Regions from separate parts of the Sus scrofa genome. Here region 2 is linked to region 1. A link is a contact called in public Hi-C data. All regions are on one chromosome and are shown on one strand. Each heading gives the region's core, a stretch centred on a gene start, on an enhancer-like site or on the middle of the called end of the contact. The rest is flanking DNA. Distances are from core to core; before and after follow the strand shown.

Region 1 (6,906 bases), core at 2,895-5,394:
TGTGACCTACACCACAGCTCACAGCAATGTTGGATCCTTAACTCATTGAGCAGGGCCAGGGATCAAACCCGCATCTTCATGGATACTAGCCAGGTTCGTTACCAATGAGCCACAACGGGAACTCCGGAGCTGACTTTAAAACGGCCTGAACTCTGAATGCACTTTCCTACCTACCCACAGATCCAGCTGCAGAGGACTGAGTCCTTATGGGCTCCAGGTATTTACTGAAGCACTGGCTGACCACTAAGCAACACAGACACGTGGAAGACAGGAATGATAAAATGAACCAAATTGGGAATATTTATTCTTAAAGTATTTAGCCACCAGGAAGTGGTTTTCTTGCAAAGTGTGAGGAAACTCTAACTTTTCCATGCATGAAATCACATGAAGAGTCCTTGAGACTACATGAAAAAAGAGAGAGATGCCTGGCCAGCCTATAATGCTGTTTCAGCTCTAGCCATCATGAGACTACAACTGTCTAAGAGACCTTGAGTCAGAAATGTCCAGCCAACCCTTTCCTGAATTCCTGACTCACAAAATCTGTGAGAAGTTCATAATATTTCCCACAGAGGGAAACATAACTTACATGAATCATCAGAATTCTGAGAAGGTGGCCAGAAAGTTGCCCAGTTATCCACAAACAACTCTAATCCAACTACCAATTACCAGAAATGGGCAGGTTTCATATTGGACATTAGGTGCTTAGAAAATCATTGGAAAGGCTGAAGGTGCTAGAGTTGAGCCTTCCAGAAATGTCTCTATGAACAATGCATAACTGTTTCAATAGGTGAGTTAAAGCTTCTGAGGCCTCCATTGAAGCCTTGCTGGCAGTAAGCAGCTTCCATTGTCACTGCGCATGCCTCTTAACCTATGAAGCTGGAGAACGGATGCAGGAACACTGATGAAGGAAGATCTCATAGTTCTACCACCTTTCTTATTTATTTGTTTATTTTATGGCCATGCCTGTGGCATATGGAAGTTTCTGGGCCAGGGACTGAATCTGAGCTGCAGCTACGACCTACCATACCTCAGCTGCAGCAATGCTGGATCCTTTTAACCCACCATACCAGGGATCAAACCTGTGCCTCCACAGTAACCCCTACTGCTGCAGTCAGATTCTTAACTCACTATGCCACAGCAGGAACTCCTTCCATGACCTTTCTTGATAGTAACTATAGCCAACAGCCATAGGAATATGATCTTCACAGCATTTCTATCTTTCAGCTCTTATGAGAAGGCAACTGATTTACAGGATTTAATTTGTATCCCTATAGTAGATAAGCAGAGGATGGGGCAGAGGCGGAGAGATCTAGAATGTGAAGTACAGGGTTAATTTTCACAAGGTCAGTGAAGCAGAGCCAGTAAATCTAGCCTTATCAATAACTAAATCAAATGTGAATAGTCTAAATAGCCCACTCAAAAGGCAGAGATTATTAGAGGATTAAAAAAAGCAAGATCTATTCAATGAAAGTCTATTTAGCAATAAAAGGAATGAAGTTTTAATACACACTACAATTTGGCTTAACCTCAAAATATGCTGAGTGACGGAGTTCTGTGGTGGCTCAGTGGGTTAAGGATACAGCGCTGTCACTGCTGTGGCTTGTGTAGCTGCTGTGATGCGGGTTCAATCCCTGGCCCAGGAAATTCCACATGCCACAGGCACGGGCAAGACAAACCAAAACCAAAACCAAACATATTGAGTGAGAGAAGCTAAATGCAAAATACTACATATATATGATTCCATTTATACGAAAAGTCCAGAAAAGGCAAATTTACAGAGACAGAAAAAAACTAGTGGTTGCCTACAGGAGGAGGTGAAAGTGAAGATTTAATGTAAAGCGGCACAAAAGAACTAACTGGAGTGACAGAAATATTCTAAATTAGATTAGTGCCATACAACCCCATAGTTTTACTAAAAATCACTGAATTGTACAGTTATTTTTTTTTTTTTTGTCTTTTGTCTTTTGTTTTGTTGTTGTTGTTGTTGTTGTTGTTGCTATTTCTTGGGCCACTCCCGCGGCATATGGAGGTTCCCAGGCTAGGGGTCCAATTGGAGCTGTAGCCACCGGCCTACGCCAGAGCCACAGCAACGCGGGATCCGAGCCGCGTCTGCAACCTACACCACAGCTCACGGCAACGCCGGATCGTTAACCCACTGACAAGGGCAGGAACCGAACCCGCAACCTCATGGTTCCTAATCGGATTCGTTAACCACTGCGCCACGACGGGAACTCCTGAATTGTACAGTTATAATGGGTGAATTTTATGGTAGGTAAATTATAACTCAATGAAAGTGCTAAGAGAAAAAACAAAAAACCAAGTTGAGTAGGACTTGGTATTACAGGTTATCTACCTAGACCTCAGATAAATTATTGGACAAAGTGAGGAAAGGAGAGAAATGTTCAAAGTGACAGTGTGCACACACAGACAGTTCACTTTTCAGCACACAGATGCTGTGTTCTCTGCTTCAGGGTATGCCTTCTCTGTTCCTTGAGGACAAAGGTCACTTCCTCTTTGTGCACCTTCAACTCTTAGATATTCCTCTTTAGTGCATCCACTACATTATACTGCAACTGTTTTGGTGTCTGCTTCCTGGACTAGACTACAAGCTCCTCAGGACAAGGACAGTATTTTCCTCATCTCTGTGGCTCTGAGGACAGCCAGTCTTGAGAACAGAGCAGGTGTCAGTGAATGTCAAATGAATGAAAGGAAAATTGCTGAGGTTGAGGGCGGAGGAGAGGCAACTTTGTGCTAAATACATTTGAATGTATGAGGATGAAGGAGACAGGTGCTCTATACTAATTTAAGAGTCAGACTGGACTAAGAAATATTCATCAGGGTATAGGTCTGCATACCACTCCAAATTTAAACATCTTCCTAGACAAAAATTCCATTTATCCCAGGGCAATCAGTTCACAAGCAACATATTTACTTTCCAAAATTAGTCTGCTCAGCAAGTAAACAAGCCTTTAGAGAAATCTGATTTCCCTGCAGATTACCTGACAGGATTAGCACAAAGGCCCAGTTTGTGTACTTCTGGGTTAGTTAAGCAGATAGCTCTGCTGACTGTGAAGGGTGTCACATAGCAGGGTCAGGGCAGCTTTTTCCATCCTCCTTTTTCTACTCCATCTTACTCAGTGCCAAGTCAACCTGGGAAGCTTCAGTCCAGAAGTGGCCCCCTGGGTAGCCTTGTGTATCCTGTTCTCCACAACACTGGGATACAAAGAAGCTGGAGTCAAAGTATATCCTGGTCAGGTTCTCAGGCTCCTGGCCCACATCTCTGAAAAGGGACCCAGCTGGTGGAGACAAGAGATATCAAGAAGCAGGGGGTAGGCCAGGGCTCGGTCACCAAGTCCAGGAAGGACAATGGTGTAAGGCCTTCTAGGGCCCTCGGAAGTGTAGGGCATGAGAAGGGAGGCAAGAGACACTAGGACCGGGAAACCTGGAGATTGGTATAGTGAAAGGGCTAAGAGTCTGGCCAGGCGAGGAAGGTTCTGCAGATCTGAGACGGTGATGACGGCACGCCCAGATGATTCCAGTCCTGGAGTTTAGGAAGATATGCGCTCTGGTGCATGAAGAAGGCGGGGGAAAGAATCCCACGCCCGAGCATGAAAAGGCCCTTGATCATTTGCACGCGATTCTTGGGGTGCCGCGGTCTCGATTTTCAGTGGAGCTACCCACGGCGCTCGGGCCCAGGTGGGGTGCACGAGTCAAGGGAGTCCCGGGGCGCGTCGCGCAAGGGGACAGGTCGGGCGCCAGGGGGTGTGACCGTAGACCCGGGGGCTGATCCGCATTCTCGCCCCGCGCTTCCGCCACTCCCGAGGAAATGAACAGGCGGGCGAGGGGATTCCTGCCTCTGAGACCCCCGGACTCACCTGCCTCCCTCCCCACTGGTTGGGCCCCGGACACTGCTTCCCAGAGGCGGCGCGCCCTCTCGCGGTCGAAGCGCAGCGCATCCAGCTCCCGGCCCTCCCGCTCCTCCGAGCTGTTGTATAGCTGGGCCACGCCGCTGTCCGCTGCTTCCACTGAGCCCAACGCGGGATACTCCATCTTCCCCGCAAGCTCTAACCTGCCGATAGCCGCTCAGGAACGTGGGTCTCGCGAGATGTGGGTGGGAGGGTGACTTTGCCCGGCCTACAAATCTCGCGAGGTTTGGGCACCGCAGACTACGTTACAGTGCGGGAGAGCGGCTACCTTTTCAACGCTGCTGCTCGGACATCGGAGGTTGTGAGTGGAGTTGGTCGCGGCTTCCACGGCAGCCCCCTCCCTCCGGGACAGGCTCGTGCAGTCCTTGGCTCAGGTTTCTCACATTGCTCACGGTCAGCTTTTGACACTTCTCGTTTCATACTCATGAAAGCCCTGTTATGTGGGAATATATTTGTTTCACTAGTAGGGAAACTGAGGCCCAGAACTTAAAAATGGCTTACTCAAGAGTTCGTTCCTAGTAAGTGGTAGAGCTGGTTGTCCATTTCCATGATTCGATTACTATTAATATTACATACCATTTGAGTTCCAGGTACTAACCCCCAGCCTAGTCTTCCTGCTAAACTGTACTCCAACGTAACTGTCACAAGCTGAAATTTATTCCAACCGCTGCGTCTGCTCCTTCTTCAGTCTTTCCGAGCACTCTCTCGCGCGACAATTATTTTAGCATCCTCACCGGCCCTTTCGTTTATCCCTCAGGTATTCTCCCAAAACAGCAGCGCCAGAGATCCTCTTTTATTTTATTTATTTATTTATTTTTGTCTTTTAGGGCCACACCTGCTGCATATGGAAGTTCCGGGGTTAGGGGTTGAATCAGAGCTGCAGCTGCAGCTGCTGACCTACGCCACAGCAACTCAGGATCTGAGCCGCTTGTGCGACCAACGCCGCAGCTCACAGCAACACTCGATCCTTAACCCACTGAGCGAGGCCAGGGATCAAATCCGCATCTTCATGGATCCTGATCAGGTTCTTTTTCGCTGAGCTACATGGGGAACTCTCAGAGATCCTCTTTTAACAAGCCACATGGTGGCACCCCGGCGCTGAAATTCTCCAAAACCTTCCTATCTTACTCTTTGTAAAAGTCGAAGTCCTTGGTTTAGCCAGTAAGGCCTATACAGTATGACTTCTCTTAACCTCCCTGACCTCATCTCCTGTTGTGTTAGCTTCCAGCCCCTTCATTCCTGTCCCAGTTATCCTGGCCTTTTCCCCATATAGCCTTGTGGCTCTTCTCTTTATTTCCTTCTCTGGCTGTCCTAGCTGAAATTTTGCCCCTCCACATACACTTCATATCCTCCTTTCCTGCTTTTTTTTTTTCTCCTTAACACTGACTGTTATCAGATATGGTATTGTTTTAATCTTGTTTATTGTTTCCCCACTAGAAGGCATGCCCCAGGAGAGCAGAGATTTTTGTTTATTTTGCTCTCAGCTGAATCCCCAGCATCTTGAAATAGAGCCTGAATCTTCATAGGTACATAGTATATATTTTTTCAATAGTGAAACTTTTGATATAAAGTTATTTCAAATGCTTATTGAGAATTTACTATGAGCTAGATGTTGTTTTGGGCATTGGAATACAGTGGTGCACAAGATAGATGCGGAAGCTCTATCTTGCTTTTTATTCTAGTGAAGGAAAGTGTAATAAGTCAACAGATAGTGCTAACTGCTAAGGAGAAAATAAAACAGGAACACACATTGGGTGAATGATATGGGAGGAACATTAGTCAAAGTGGTCAGAGAAAGCTTCTGAAGAAATAGTTGACCTAAGACCTGATTGGTAAGAAGGGGACACCATGCAAAGAACTGGGGAGGAATGTTCCAGGAGAGGAAATAGATGCAACGGTAGGAGTGAGCTTGCTGTGTTGGAGGAACAGGAAAAAGGACAGTATGCCTGTATTCCAGTGAACAAGGTGGACATTGGAGTCGTGGTGTCAGATGAGGAAGGAGAGAAAGAGATTTTTCTTATCTGAGATCACACAACTCATCAGTGGTATTTATTTATTGAGACTGCAAATAGTGAGCGCCAGCTCTGTGTCAGGCCTCATGTCAGGCTCCAAAGCTTCCAGTGCAATAGATGACTGGTGTTTGTGCAGAGCTTTATAGTTATGAAGCACCTTTAACATATAGGAGTTTCCACTGTTGGACAGTGGGATCAGAGGCATCTTGGGAGCTCTGGGATGTGCGTTCCATCCCACCACTGCAGCTCAGATCTGATCTCTGGCCTGGGAACTCCATATGCTCCAGGGCCACCACAAAAAAACAAAAAACAACAACATACATTGTAACATTTAATCCTCGAATCCTGGGGGTGGTTCTCTCTTATGTAGATTCTTTCTTATTTGACAATAAAGGAAGACTGAGAGAGGTGAAGGTTTTGTCAGGACCATACAGCTACTTAGCCACAGAGCCCATACTTGAACAAACTAGTCCTCAGAATGCAAATCCATGTCTTTTTGCCAATACCACATGACCAGCCTAAAAACCCATTATTGTATATTACTTATCTTAAAAAAGATTTCTAGTTACCTATATTTGTGTAGCATGAGTTATTCAGGTAGAAGTACCAAGGGCATCTTTGTTAAAATCCTGTAACTCGAACGTATATATATTTAACACAATGGAGCAAATCTTGAGAAAGGGGTACTTATGATGCTATATGTATTATTGGATAACAGTCCCCCACCTCCCACTCCCAATCCAATTAGATGCTCAAAATAATTTCCATTTATTCTCCAATGAATGTTGTCTTGATTTGTCCCCCTGTGCCACTGAGGCAGAGTCCTGAGTTACAGCACTGAGTGTCTGTAAACAGCCCATGTCATCAGTTTTCCGCTTTGTCTCTTTGTGAAAATGCTTCTAGTATTTGTCCAGGCCTGAACTCCTTGTTGAAAGACCTGCCTAGTATTTGTGGGGCTGACTTTAATT
Region 2 (6,906 bases), core at 2,457-4,956, 560 kb after region 1:
TCCATTGGCCCTACCCACTTACCTGTAGTTGAAAACAAATCAATACCTAGGGCTGGAGAGGCAGTGCTAGGTGGGAGGAAAGAGAATCAGAGTTCTAGATTAAAATCTAAGCTTATCACTAACCTTAGGTAAATTATCTCCTGACCCTAGTTTACACACCAACACCAGAACCATACACTTTTGTTTACTGGGAAGACTCAATGATCTAGAGCACTTTGGATAAAGTAAATGCCCAGTAAGTGTTTAAACAATGTCAGAAACAAAAACACCTTCAAATCTCAAGACTTCTTTTTTCCTACACAAACAGAAAAAGGATCATTTCTTCCTCTACTGGCCACATGTAACTCCTTTAGTCCCTTCTCTCTTTGTCCATGTCATCCTTCTCCAGCTGTTCAAACAGTAACCTAGAGGCAGCAAACCAAGGCACCAGGAGAGTCTGCTACATTTGGAAATTAGGAAAAATGGACTTGGTAACAGCGACCTTCCCTATATTTCCACTAGCACCTCTCAAAACCCATTATTTCCCATTTGAAGCAGCCTAAAACAAATATCTGCATTAGCTATTCATATTCTACTGGTCCCCCCCCTAAAAAAAAAACCAGGAGAAAAGAATAACTAAAAAAAATCTTAGAAGACATCAAATGGGCTTAGAAGCCTGATAAATATACCCTAAGCAGTTCCAATCAAATCACATGCCACAAAAAAAGTGAGAGAGGAAACCTAAAATTTCTATCTTCCATCTCCAAACCCTGCTCAAACTGTTCCTCAGCTCTGCCCACCATCTGTTGAAATTCCACTGCTCCTTCAAAGTAGCAAAGTACAGTGGCAAGAGCCCAGCCTTGAAATCCAGATTCACACCCATTAACTTCTGATTCTACTGCCAATACTTAATAGCTTAATGACCTTGAAAAAAATACTTCAAAAGACCTGTTTCCTTCACCTAGGAGCAGGCATACCATCTGTGTCACTTTACAGGGCTACTGTGAGATTTAAACACAATGGTTAGGCACCATGCCTAAAGCTTGGTAGAAACTTAACAGGGTTACTAAAAAGCCACCCTTCTTTCCCCCTCCTACTTCCATTAATATGCTTATCATTCCCTAAATTCTCACAGCACTTTGTTTATATCACTGTGTTTTATTACACGATGAGCACTAACATAACTGCAGAATACTCATTATTTATATATGAATCTGGCTTCTCCATTAGACAGGATGGTTACAGACATGGATTTCTAAACCTCTGTCATTTACCACTTGGGCAAGTTATTTGATTTCTCAGAACCTGTTTTTTCATTAATAAACTGAATTAGGGTTAATACCTTACAGTGTTTAAAAGAGTTAATGTACATCAAATACCTGGTATAAATCTTGACACCTAGTAAATTTCAAACGTTACTGGTAATCTGGATGATGAACCTGATCCAAGCAACTGCTTAAATAGCATACAAACGTAAAATGCATTTGCTTTATGAAATACAATTTCATAAAGCAATCTTATTACAACTTTAATCTGCTACTCACCTCTCTTTCTTATTTTCCTTTTTTTTTTTTTTTTGGTCTTTTTAGGGCCGAATCTGAGGCACATGGAGGTTCCCAGGCTAGGGGATGAATGGGAGCCGTAGCTGCTGGCCTACACTACAGCCACAGTAGCAGTGGATCCAAGCTGCGTCTGCAGCCTACACCACAGCTCAGGGCAACACTGAATCCCCAATTCACTGAGGGAGGCCAGGGATCCAACCTGAGACCTCGTGGACACTAGTTGCGTTGGTTAACCACTGAGCCACAACAGGAACTCCCTCACCTCTCTTTCTCAGAGAAAATACCCAATAAAGACAAAAATAGAGGTTCCTATGTACTTTACTCAGAAATGCTACCACATATTCATGTTCTTCCAGGTCCAAACTAAGTACTTCATGACTTATAACTCATATCACCTCATTACATTCAAACAATATAGGGGCTTGTCCCTTAAGAGCTGTAAAGGGTAAAATGATCTGCCAAAGTTCAACAAAACTCTGAAATTAGTGGTCTACCAGGAAGTGGAAGCTAGCTGTCTGCTCTTTATTTACTACGATTCTAACTTGCTGTGTCATCAATTTCTCTAAGCAAAACTTCAAAGGCCAACTACTTCTATGATAGTAGTTGCCCATTTATACATTTCCAACCCACTGCTCAATTTAAGAGAAAAAACTCTTTGAAATTGACTGCGGTGAAATCTAATCAAGGAAATTACAGAAGAGAGAACTTGCCAAAAAAAACAAAGAAAGGACAATATTACAGCATCTGCATTTCACTCTCAGTTGTACAATGATACTTAACACAGGTTGTAGAGCACTCAAGAGCTCAGGAAAGGTCTTAGAAAGATGGACTTGGTTTTAAATCTGAGGCCACCACTTAATAGCTGTGTAACCTAAGCATGTGACTTCTTAAGCCTCATATCCTCACTTGTAAAACAGGGATTCTAACAGTGTGAATCTCACAGAACTGTAGGACTAAGTGCTATAATGTATGCTAAGTTTTAGCAAAGTACTTAAAATAAATGGGATTCTAACCACCTATTGTTATTGCCTGGGAAGGAAGGGTCTTGGTAAATACTGTGGAATGAATAAATATATTTAGCACATTTTGTGTTAGGAAATAAGTGTACCACTAACTTTAATTCTACCCCAAGCTAAATAATGATTAACATTAGCAATACTGTTTGAGAGCAGGTTACAGTGTACAAAGCCCTTCAGACATCCATAAACTCACTGCATCTCCACAACTTCCTTAGGGGGTAAACATTTTTAAGATATATATTTTAGAAATAAGGAAACTAGTATCCATCGGGGTGATAAAGAGCCAAGGTTACCTAGGTCTCCTCCAACGAGATTCTCCAGCTCAGAGATGAGGTGCTCAGTGCCAAAAGTTCTTAACCCAAAGATCCACTAAAGGGAGGCAGATTCCTTTTACCACCCTCCTCAAGCAGAGTCAAGCACTGAGTCCCGGAATAAGCCAGGGGTAACAAACCCTTCGGAGGCCACTGATGACATTTATAATGCTGCATTATTTCCTTAGGAGGTGTCCTCCCACACCTTTAGGGCGGGGGGCAGGCCTGCCCCCACCCCTAAGGAGATCTCCCAACACAGGACCTGGCACCCAAGAGGCCCTGAGTACATGTTTGTGGAAATGGCATGTGAGGCTGGTAGGAGGCTTTCCAGAGACCCGAAGCGAGGCCAACTCCGCAGTGGGGATTAAGCATCTCAGTACCGTCAGAGTCGTTGGGCCAACAGGGTCCGACCGGTAACCGGGATGAAAAGGCTGGCTAAGGACGGATTCAGCTAAGGGGAACCTGGGAAGCTGACCCTCTGAGAAGAGAATGAGGAAAGCGGGCGTGGCTGCAACCATTCCCGAAAGGCCGGGGACCGACAAGAGGCTCGGGGGCCGGGGGCAGCAGGGCAGTTGGCGTCTGGGGGGGAGGGGGCCGCCTGCTGGTCTGAGAAGAATCTCGGGCCCAATCTGAACAGGGTTCTGGGCTCCTCTAGGGACCCACTCTCTAGCACGCGGCGACATTCGCTGTACCGAGTACTCGCTGCTACCTGAAACTGCAGCAGCTTCTCGGTCTGCTCCTGGGTTAGATCCCGCTCCTCAGGCGCCGCCATTTTGCCGCCGCCTCTACGCTTCTGACCCGTCCGCACCGTCACCCGCCGGAAGTGACCTCAGCAGCAACCACATCCGGTCTGAACGGCCTCCAGCACGCAACTGCGTCTGCGCGTGCCGGCACACACCCCCGCCCCGCCACGGGGTGGGGGGTGCGGAGAATGCTGGCAATTCCTGCCGCCAGAGGGCGCCATTCTCGGGATGATCTCGAACGGTTCCGGAAATTGTCGAGAGACTGTACAAATCGCTCTTAGGAACAGACCTAACAGAGACTTGGACTCTGGAATAGCTTGCAGAGAGCCGAGAGGTCCCGAAAGCCACTCGGCAGCTTTCGGTTGCCCCCACGCCCCGCAATGTTTCTTAGGAAATTGTGGCAGTTCGCAAATATCGGCTGTTTGATACTTGATTCCTGCCGTCATGTTTCCAGAAGCCCCTGACAAACTATAGGGAGGTTCCAAAAGTCCCCGAATACAATGGTGGGGGTGGAAGGCATTTCCCACGCAGCCTTCGAACCGGAGGCTGTGGGAGGTGTGAAAATTGTTTTGGGCTCAGCCACACGGGTCTTTGATGGTTAGTGGCGCTGCCAGCCTTAGAGCTTTGAGTCCACACCTCCTGCCCTCTGCATCTGCGTACCTCAGGCCTTCTCGGGTCCCTTTGCCCACTGGCCCATCTTCCCTGTGACCGACAGAAGGGAAAGTCCAAGAGCTGGAGTTCCCATCGTGGCTCAGCGGAAATGAATCCGACTAGGAACCATGAGGTTGCAGGTTCGATCCCTGGCCTCGCTCAGTGGGTGAAGTCCTGCGTTGCCGTGAGCTGCGTTTTGGGATCTGGCGTTGCTGTGGCTGTGGTGTAGGAAGCTGTAACTCCGATTGGACCCCTAGCCTGAGAACCTCCTTATGATATGCTGCTGGTGCTACCCTGAAAAGCAAAAAAAAAAAAAAAGTCCCAGAATGGGATCAGGAGACTAGGTTCTGGTGTCCACTTGGCAGAGTGTTGGACGTCCCTGGGCAAACCACCTCCTTTCCAGTCTCCGTTTTGCTGTTGGTGGAATGAGGTTCAGCAACAGCCCCAGATATGCTGCCTCAGCTCCTTCATTTTAGAAGCAGTGGCTCACCCTTTTCACTGCCCTATCCCCACCCCTCGATGTCTGCTGCCTTCTGCAATTTCCTTGCCACTTCTAACCTGCCAGCCCTCTTTAGAGCTCCCATTTTCATTGCCATTTCTTTTCTCCTACCATTTGCCTTCTCTGTTCACCATCCAAAAGGCCTTGGGGGGCAGAGGGGTCACGGTCTGGTGACCACTTTTCCACTGACTACCTGTCTAACTCCTAGCCAGGCACTCAGCCTCTTGGGCTGGGTTGTGCTCTGCATCTGTGGAATCTGACCCCACCAACTTCATAGTGTTGAATCAGGTAAGACAGAACCAGAAGTGCTTTGATGTTCCATGAGGAGTACATTAAGGGATGGAAGGACTTAAAATTTGGCTAGTTCTTCCTTTCAGGCCTGAATCACGTCTTACCAGGTCTACGCAAACATCGTAATAATGTCCTGGAATTTTTCTTAGACCCTTAAAGTAAAATTGGAAACAAGTAGCAGGCACTTTAGGGATTTTTTTACGTCAGCTCAAAGCTCAAAGGAGTACTGTTCAGCCTCACTAAGAATGTTGGATCCTGTCAAACTACATGAGGGACTGCAAAGTCAGACGCCCTCTGGATTTGTTGCATAATTCTGATTGAAGATGTATTCTCTCAACAGACAAACTTTGTAGTTCTATTTAATAAAACACCATTGAATGTTCTTCACTTCCTCAAAGACTCATACACCTTCTGAGTCTACATTTCCCTTTTCTTTTTTGAATAAAGATATGGTTACAATAAATATCTTAAAAAACGCTTTACCGTAGAAATGCACTGATATATGTCACCCTGAAGAGTCTGTTCCCTGTTCAAAAGTGGTTTCTGCTTTTTAGGTATAGCTGTTGGCCTCCATGTAAGACCAGTGTTGCCACAACTTCCCATTTTTTAACAGCATCTAACAAATTTGGATCTGCATATGGATTCTCCCCATTTTGAAACAGTAATAACAAATTCAGTTCTTAAGAAAATTACTATGTCAACCATAACTGCAAGCCACATTTCGGCCCATGAGCTGCCTGTCTGCCCTTCTGACCTATGCAGAATCCTCATGGCTTCCTTTTGTCATGAGAGAAGCTGGACTGGGAAGAAACCTAAGCTTTTTTGATAAGTTCAAGAAGAACATATGGAAAATGTCATCAAATATTGGTTTGTCCTTTTCTTTAAGAATAATTTTTTTCTTTTCTTTTTTTAAAAAAATCTTTTTAGGGCCACACCATGGCATATGGAAGTTCCCAGGCTGGGGTCAAATAGGAGCTACAGCTGCCGGCCTATGCCACAGCCACAGCAACCTGAGATTTGAGCCGCGTCTGCAACCTACACCACAGCTCATGGCAGCACCAGATCCTTAACCCACTGAGCAAGGCCAGGGATCAATCTGCATCCTCATTTATACTAGTTGGGTTGGTAACCTGCTGAGCCACAACACAAACTCCCACGAATAATTTTTTTCTGACATTTATTTTCCATTTTAGAGTAGTGCTATCCAATCAAAATATGATGGCCGTAGGAGTTCCCGCTGTAGCACAGTGAGATCAATGGTGTCTCTGCAGCGCCGGGACACAGGTTCTATTCTCATCCTGGTACAATGAATTACAGGATCTGGCATTGCTGCAGCTAACAGTGTAAGTTACAACTGCAGCTCAGATCTGTTCCCTGGCCCAGGAACTCCACATGTTGCAGAGTGGCCAAAAAAAAAAAAAAAAAAAAGTCCTTTGATGTAGTTTACACTTTCTTATCTCTATTTGCACTGGCCACATTTCAAGTATTCAGTTGCCACACAGGCTTAGTGGTCATGTATTGGACAGTGCAGATCCAGAGCATTTCAAAGAGCTTTTTAATAGGTTTATCAATTATATTCATCTATAGATCTTAGGAGTTCACTCAGCAAATATTTAAGGAGTGCTTATTCTGAGCCAGGCTCTGGACCAGATGCTGTAAAGGTAAACGAGACACAGCCACTGTCCTCTAAGAACACACAATTTAATGGAAAATTAAATGAGGGAGTTCCCTCTGTGGCTCAGAGGGTTAAGAACCTTACTAATATCCATGAGGAAGTGGGTTTGATCCCTGGCTTCACTCAGTGAGTTAAGGATCTGGCATTTCTGTGAGCTGTGGTGTAGGTCGCAGACT

What was found. Hi-C and Micro-C count contacts between places; a contact is called where the count stands out from the background.
Region 2: a Hi-C map of omental adipose tissue shows a contact between it and region 1, with 2.1 times the contacts expected there. The contact joins the promoter of FAF2 here to the promoter of UIMC1 in region 1. A contact is called at or near these places in 2 of 47 Hi-C or Micro-C datasets (embryonic fibroblasts and omental adipose tissue).

The regions. Positions count from the first base shown.
Region 1 is chr2:80,891,487-80,898,392 of Sscrofa11.1, forward strand. UIMC1 (ubiquitin interaction motif containing 1) reads left to right here and starts at 4,145. Exons shown (of 15, transcript NM_001097447.2): 1 at 4,145-4,319. ZNF346 (zinc finger protein 346) reads right to left here and starts at 4,091. Exons shown (of 7, transcript NM_001244480.1): 1 at 3,876-4,091. The coding sequence starts at 4,050.
Region 2 is chr2:81,450,566-81,457,471 of Sscrofa11.1, forward strand. It overlaps FAF2 (FAS-associated factor 2), which reads right to left and starts at 3,707. Exons shown (of 11, transcript XM_003123660.4): 1 at 3,581-3,707. The coding sequence starts at 3,643.